Regions from separate parts of the Mus musculus genome. Here region 2 is linked to region 1. Evidence: chromatin contacts called from public HiChIP or PLAC-seq data. All regions are on one chromosome and are shown on one strand. Each heading gives the region's core, a stretch centred on a gene start, on an enhancer-like site or on the middle of the called end of the contact. The rest is flanking DNA. Distances are from core to core; before and after follow the strand shown.

What was found. HiChIP or PLAC-seq counts read pairs in DNA pulled down with a chosen protein or histone mark.
Region 2: a contact with region 1 is called in an H3K27ac HiChIP or PLAC-seq map of microglia, with 4 times the contacts expected there. The contact joins two enhancer-like sites. A contact is called at or near these places in 2 of 115 datasets of contacts at active chromatin or transcription factors (microglia and pancreatic cancer cells).

What each region holds. Positions count from the first base shown.
Region 1 is chr10:98,741,526-98,745,623 of GRCm38.p6, reverse strand. No RefSeq gene overlaps it. Among named protein-coding and RNA genes, the nearest start is that of Gm40750, 64 kb to the left of the region's middle. Within about 2 kb of position 1,258, at least 158 of the 459 cell types and tissues checked have an H3K27ac peak or open chromatin away from gene starts, as enhancers often do. A contact at or near this core is called in microglia, where this site is marked.
Region 2 is chr10:99,131,067-99,134,793 of GRCm38.p6, reverse strand. All of the region lies in intron 4 of Poc1b (POC1 centriolar protein B), which reads right to left. Among named protein-coding and RNA genes, the nearest start is that of Galnt4, 25 kb to the right of the region's middle. Within about 2 kb of position 1,298, at least 26 of the 459 cell types and tissues checked have an H3K27ac peak or open chromatin away from gene starts, as enhancers often do. A contact at or near this core is called in microglia, where this site is marked.

The sequences.
Region 1 (4,098 bases), core at 9-2,508:
TCACGTCCTGCCTTTACTGAGGGGAGAAGGGTAAGATCAAGAGGAGGCATCTGAGAGAAGACTTTGGTTTTTTAATCTCTGTAACAAGAAAGGAACAGCATTTATCTGTCTACATTCTTCCAGAGCCCTTGGTAAAGAACAGGGTAGGCTTGCAACCTGACCACATGCAAGTTTCTGCTTCCTCCAGCCCAGTTTAGTGTGTGGAGAAAGCAAAGCCCAACTTCTACAATGGAAATGGAATCTTTCATTGCTTTTTAAAAATCACTTTGTCTATTTATTAGTTTTGCAGTGCTAGGGACCTAATGTAGGACCTCACACATGCTAAGCCAGTGTCCTGTTGCAGGTTTTCCCCTCAACCCCTGTTAAACTACAGCTTACACGGTTAGGACTTTGCGGCTTTATTCCGCACTAGTTAAAGGGGGGTGTGGGGGGGGGGGGAAAGGGGGGAAAGGGGGGAAAGGAAAAGACATGATTGTTCCTAGGTATGGTGGAGGACAATATTTACTGTGGATAAAAGAGAGGAATAGCCAGAGACAGAAATACACCAGGAGAGCCCAGAGTGGTCGGTATCCTGAACCTTGTAGGGTGAGGAAGAGGGGAAGAGAGACACGGAGCAACCGGATGCTGCAGCCCAGAGGCCAAAGGTACAAAAAGGGGCAAGAAACTGAAATGTCTGGATTATATAGGGAAGAGCCTCTGGGAGGGAAGGACAGCCCAGCCACTGGGCTGGAGAGGTCAGCATGGCTGCCTGGGTAAGCGGGCCATCCTCTGTAACTGGTAGGGACTGAGGGATGCTGGGGGAACCTTGCCAGATTCTCTTTGATATGTTAATAAGGCACCTGCAACTCTGGTCCTGGGTTTGAAAGTTAAAAGAGCTGAAGTGTGAAACGAACGAATGGTGATTTTTTTTTTTTTTTTTTGGATCAACTTTTTAAGGAGTACTTCCTAGACAAAAGCAGTGAGTAGAGTTCCCACGTACCTAACAATTATACCTAAGTGGTCTGCTTGGAAACCTATTTGGGTTATTTTTCACATTTATAGAGTTCAAGGTAAATCCCAAACAGGGTTATAAACCACAGGAATTTTCAAGCCTATAATGGCCCCTCACCTTTTAAATGACCCCAAGGAGTGACAGGCCTCCTTGAAATCCGATCTGACTTGAGTAATTTGAAAAAATGTCTCACTCAGTTCCTGCCTTGAGGAGAAGCCGGAAGTCATGAGTCAGTTTCTCTGGTTACCATTGAGACCGCGTCAACTGAGAGAAGGCACTTTATAAACAGCAGTGAGATTACTTCCCTAACAATAAAACCTTCAGTTGTGCTTCCTCTACCGATAGGAAAGATTCGGGTAGTGTGAAAGATTTGGGTAGGGTGAAGACTTATGGAGAAGAGGCAACCTTGCTGTGCTGTGGAACCAGAGTTTGTTCTGTAAAATGTTCAGGCAGGAGAAGTAATGCCGTGTAATGACACCTGCAAATTTATTATTACACTGAGGCTGCTGTGATAGGGCCACAAGATAATAAATCCTGTGAGAAACCGGAATGATATGGAAAGACCACATAAAGGAGGACTTGGGTGCTTCAGTCAGCCAGCCCTGGGTAAGCTTCCGCCAAGTGAGCATGCACCACTTTGGAGTTTACTCCAGCCTGGCCACTGGGAGAATACACATTCAAGTCAGGGACACGGAGCTAAGTACTGCTTAGCTGAGGCCAATCAATGTTTGATATCATTAGTAGCAAAGGAATAATTGTGGCTATTATAAGCTACTAAATTTTGGGGTAGAAGGTCACATTTTAAAATTCAGAACCATTAAGCCTGACGACACAAATGTGTAAGATGTCTGGCTAACAAAGAGTTACCCGTGTTTCTGAAATACAAATCCATACACTCACACACCCACGTGTGTGGTTTTTTGTTTGTTTGGTTTTTTGTTTGTTTGTTTGTTTTTTGTTTTCCTTAATTTTTGGAATGAGTAGAGACTAGGAGCTATATCCTCAAAAGGCCCCAGAATACTCAGATAACTTGAAAAATATGCTATTAAAAAGTTGTGAAGAAGTGTCAGGAAGAAGAAGAAGAAGAAGAAGAAAAAGAAGAAGAAGAAGAAGAAGAAGAAGAAGAAGAAGAAGAAGAAGAAGAAGAAGAAGAGAGAGAGAGAGAGAGAGAGAGGACACGTGTGTGTGTGTGTGTGTGTGTGTGTGTGTGTGTGTGTGAGACAGGGTTGTATTGGTTTCATCTGGTCACTGTATTATGCCAGGACACCCTAGGGGAAGCTCTTGGACTTCAACATTCTGCCCAGATTCTTCTTTTTGAGTTGCACGAGAAAGCTTCACTCTTTTATTATTTTCATATTGAATTAGAAGCTCTTTTACATAAATATAATTTTCTTCAGCATCTGTTGATTTTTTTGGACCATGAAATTTAGCAGGAAATTAAAAGCATGAAGATTTGCATAGCATAATGCTGAGTTATGCAAGTTTGAAATAGGTCTTTATCTAATTCTGTCACAGAAATCTGTTTTTTAGGAGCAGAAGGCTCGGCAGGCTCACATTACTCATTTGTGCGTTTGCGAATGCCACCTCACTCTCCTCCCGAGATGACTCTGTGGCTCACCAGCTTCAACAGCCAGTCGAAAATGCACTTGCCAACAGCCTCGGTCGGATGCCAGCTCCTGGGGGGCTTTGACTGTGGTGGACAGCTTGACACGGAAGTAGCCGGAGTCAGGACAGAGTCAAGGTCGGGAGATAAAGTCGAGGCTTTAACCCCGGTGGCAGTCAGCATCGTCCATCTTGGCATACAGAACGGAGTACAAGGCCAAGCACTTAATGAGAATCTTTCGGAAACCTTGAATTGTATCGGTCCTCCATCTTCTGTCTGTCTTAGGAAGCAACACGCTGACTTCACGAAATGCTTTCAAGAACGCTAGGAGGTGCATGGTATATGCTTATAGCCCCTCACAGACAAAGGGGTTTCTTCAGGCCAGTGATCAAATACCAGTGGCTCAATTTCTGGTCTGAAGTTGTTCACAGATGTTCTGGTGTTGACAGATTGAACATTTAGCCCCTCTTTTTTTTTTTTTTCTCTATACCTGTTTCCTGGGTGAGACCCGAGTCCCTCTTAAAAACTCAGTTTAAATACTTCAAAGAAGTATCCATTTCTCTACCGCCTGGGTTTGTAATCTTCAGCTAGGAACTCCTCATACCATCCTTTAGAGGGAAACCATCTATAATGCCAATTGTTTAGTTTTGGAGCCGGAGAACATTTTATATATCAAAACAGACCTGGCTTCCAGGTTCTTCCAGCATCCCTCAGTCCCTTCCTGGCATTCCCTGCGCCCCCAACCTTGAACGTTCCAGCCTTGGGGCTGGGCTGCCCTTTCCCCAGAGGTCTCTCTCTCCTCTCTCTCTCTCTCTCTCTCTCTCTCTCTCTCTCTCTCTCTCTCTCTCTCTCTCTCTCTCTCTCTCCCACTCCCTTCCTCCTCCTCTCCCTCCTCCCCCTCCATTCTCTCTCTGCGCACTCTCCCATTCTTTCTCTCACTGCCATCTCCTCATGGTGACTTTCCTGGCCTCAATCCTTGGGGCCATCGAAGAACAGCTTTCCAGTAAACCTGCCTTTAATATAATCTAATCTGGCTTAAATTGGCTCATTTCACCAAGGGAAATCTATCACCAGTAAATTGTGTTGTTTTAATGAAAGCCCTCATTGCAAGCTAAATGTGGTGGCAAATGCCTGTTATCTCAACAGGTTTGAAGCTGGGGCAGGAGGAGTGAGTAGCCATTTTAGGCTACAAGGTGAAATCCTGTCCGGCAAACAAACACTCTCATAAACAAACACTCCTCCTTCATGTGAACTCCCGATCTTGACACTTGTTACAAAAGGGGTGAACAGCTATTTGTGTGTGTGTGTGTGTGTGTGTGTGTGTGTGTGTGTAGATAGGGCAAGCTTTACTCTTAATCAAGAGTGTGTGCTTGGAAGATCGAACACACGGAGAAAGGCAAATAATACACTTGGCTTTTGTTCTAACCCAGATAGTGACTGTGTCCTTCCCATTGGCTGGGGTCCAACCCTTAGTCAACAGTCACACCGGAAATGAAGGAGGAAG
Region 2 (3,727 bases), core at 49-2,548, 390 kb before region 1:
GGATGCATAATCAGGGCTAGGCAGCGGTGGTGCACGCCTTTAATCCCACACTTGGGAGGCAGAGGCAGGCAGATTTCTGAGTTCAAGGCCAACCTGGTCTACAGAGTGAGTTCCAGGACAACCAGGGTTACTCAGAGAAACCCTGTCTTGAAGAAAAAAAAAAAAAAGGATGTATAATCAACTTCTAGATATTACCAAGGAACACAAAAATAACAGAGTAAATCCAAAATGTCAATAAAGGAGGGAAGAAATGTGGGAGACAAGCAATATTCAGCTGAAAGGAGAGCAGGAAATAAGTGAAATCAACGTAATAAGGAAATAAATACCTTGGCAGGGCGCTCGGCTAATCACAGGACCACTCACTAGCATGTACAGCGTGATCTGAAACTGGCAAGGAGAGATTCCAGCTGTGCACGATGACCCATCCTTACAATCTCAGCACCAGGTAGGCTGAGGCAGGACGAGCGTGAATTTAAGGCCAATCTGGGCACATAGTGAGAACCGTTTCAAAACAAAACAAGATTAAAAAATGCAAAAATTGCAGGTATAACTACTTAGAAATAAAATGACCTTTGGTAGTCCAGTACATAAAATACATTAAATAGATGACCGTTACTACCTTCATTGCATTCACCCAAATTATACATAACGACTTGAGTATCACATAAAAGTGACTCCGGTATAGCTCCAGGAAGAAGTCATGGAACACAAGGGCAATTGATGGCTGTCACTTGCTGATTCACACTATATGAAGGAACTACCCCAACTGTATTCATTCTATTCGAGAGTAGACTGAGGCCCAGAAAGGTTAAGTTGTATGCCTGGGGTCACATGCTTCCTTCTTGTAATGGCTCTGTGTCGTCTGTCTACTCAAACCTGCTGATGGTACTGCATCCCTGAGGGGGGAGTCGACTTCAACAGGAAGAAGGTGCCCAGCAACAGCAAGAGGCAAAGAGCAGTAGCAGCCAGCGTGTCTGCACCCTGGCTACAGGCTTAGCCGACCAGTGGAGCCGATGATTCTGTGTCCTTGGCATGGACACATAAGAGGCTCACTCTCTGAACGAGAAAACTGTTCTTGGAGACTTTCCCAATGAACCCCTCTTGCTTTAGTCCAGGGTTCAGTAAGCAACCTTCTGTACAGTATTCTGACATTGTTGGCAAAGAAGGCCCTAAGGAAGGCCTGCGAAAGGTCTAGAGCCTTTGGCAGCTGGCAGCGCCCGCCATTAGAACTCCGTAAGCTGCTTCCGTTCGGGCTCTGCTCAGTGTTTAAGCACAACTCAGTTCCTGCCGCGCTCTCGCTCCTCAACAGACCGAAATAAGGACCTTAAGCCATAGAGACCTTTTCAGTTCTGCTTTAGGACAATCTCGTCAAGGCTGGGTTCTCAAACAAGATATCCTGAGCAGTCAGGGACTCAATGGCCACCTAGACATTCCTCTTAACATTTCTGTTCTAACGGCAATAAGATGATCCAACATTTAAAAACGGGTATAAAAAGACTGCAAGAGTGCTGGAGAGCAGGCACATGGAAAGTTGCCCTGAGGTGAAATCCATTAACTTTCACCAGATTATTTACCAAGGACTATTCCTCGGGGTGGGGAGGGCCATGCGGTTCCACTAGTCACCCCAAGTAGCATGAAAGCAAGCGGTGTTGAAGGTCCCTCAGAGCCGCAGGTACCAGCAAGCCAAGGTAATCCACCACAGTTGGGTGTGTGAGGAAACACGGTTGGTCTGAGCAGGACTCGGCCAAAGGTTCCAGGAACAGGTGGAGCTGTGTAAATCCTTGGCTAACACGCACACATGATAGATAGGGGGAGTTTCTATTAAAGGCTCACGGAAACAACCTTGTCACAAAGAAACTCTCAAATCCTGCCACCAAAGTTAGCTGAGAGCACAGATCAGCATCTGCCTACACTTGACTTAGCCCACCACATTTCTGGGCAATTATTCTGAGCCCTCCTTAGCCCTAAAGACCGTGGTCCTTGCACTGCAGGGGAACTTTTCAAATGCCCTGTCCAGGTACCCGTGTCACTAGCTTCCTCTGCTCAGTCGGGCTTGGGCTCCAAAGTCAAATTAGTAACTATGACTTCTCCAACCTGGTGTGTGTGTGTGTGTGTGTGTGTGTGTGTGTGTGTGTGTTTTAATGTATTTGCTATTTGTCTCCCTAGGCAGAAGAGGCCCTGCCAGCACAGGGTTGCCCTGTTTCTGCTCCTCTTATACCCACAACAGAATTTGGAACAGCGCCTGGCAAGACAGCGCAGCAAGCTAAAATACTTGTAACTCTTAAGTCTAACAGGGGAGGAGACCTTATGCTAAAAGACTTCCGGGGCACTGGGACAGCAGCAGGCTCCAGCTGTTGCAGAAAGCCCCGCAGAGCAGGATCAGAGGGGAAGGCTTGCAGCAGGTGCAGAGACTCAGGATTCAGCTGTGCTGTGGAGGAGCCCTGCACAGCTGTGCGAAGGCAACTGAATGGTGAAAGGGACAAAGAGTGACAGTTTGTCACAGAAGGAAAACATGAGCCTGGCTAAGGAGCCACCCACGGGTCCAGGCTGGGAAACAGCATGGTTAGATCTGCCTTTTACAGAAGCAGTGACAAGTGCAGAGGTAGGTGTGTGTGTGAGGGAGAGAGAGCATGTGTGAGTGTGCATGCACATGTGTGTGTGTGTATGGTGCATATGTGTGGAGAGGTATTGGAGTGTGTATGCATGTGTGTATGTGTGTATAGCATATGTGTATAGCATATGTGTATATGTGTGCGTATGTGTGTGCGCACGTATACAGAAGATTCTGTGGCACAGAGACCATTGAAAAGATGACCTTATAAGTTCCCATAAGGGCCAACTAAGGCAGTAGGGTTGGATATGGGGACAGACAGGCATTTTCACTGGAAACTGAGTCTCTCCTCCTAGACTCTTCTGCTTCAGCGTCATCTCCCACAGACGCATCTCACATGCACAATCACAAAAGCAAAGAGGAGTACTCCAGCTCTCTCTCCTTTCTCCCTCTCATCCTCTCTGTCAGGGATGACTGTATGCAGAAAGCAGTGCACTCGATTAGAGAGGAAGCCATCTGTCTGTCTGTCTGCCCACCTCTGGATCAGCATCATTTTGAAGTCAGATCTCTGTCCAGGGCATCTCTTAGCAACTACAGACCCGACCCTAAGGAGGTGACAGGCTTAAGCATGGCTCACTTCTGTGGATGGAGATGCTGTGCGGCCCCCCCCCTCCCACACACACACAGATGAGGGAGGGAAGGCTCAGCCCTGCTACCAGCAACAGTAAGAAGCTCTGCCTTCCACCACGGTCCCTTTGTCCACTGAGAAGGGGAGGAGCATTTTCCCAGGCTCCTGTAGCCTTTCCCTAAGTGTCAGTGCCCAGCAGGAGGAGCCTGTCCAGCAGCAATGCCCATGAACTTCTGCCTCCCATTCTTACAACAGCCCGTAAAAAAGTGCCACTGCCGTGTCTGAATGCAGTGCATCCATGGTTTAGTCAGGCATAGCAACACAGGTACGCCTTGTCTCACTTAACTACCCGGGTTCTAACCACATCTGGTAATAATGCTCCAAGAGAGCAACCGGTCCCTCAGGCCACCCTCTGCCTTCTTCACACCGTTCCCTGCTAGAATATTCGGTATGAGTGTGAGTCGGCCTCTGGCCAAAGCAGCCATTTCTACCAGTATGAGCTTGGCATGAGGGACCTACCATTTCTCATCATTAGGCATAGGCCTCTT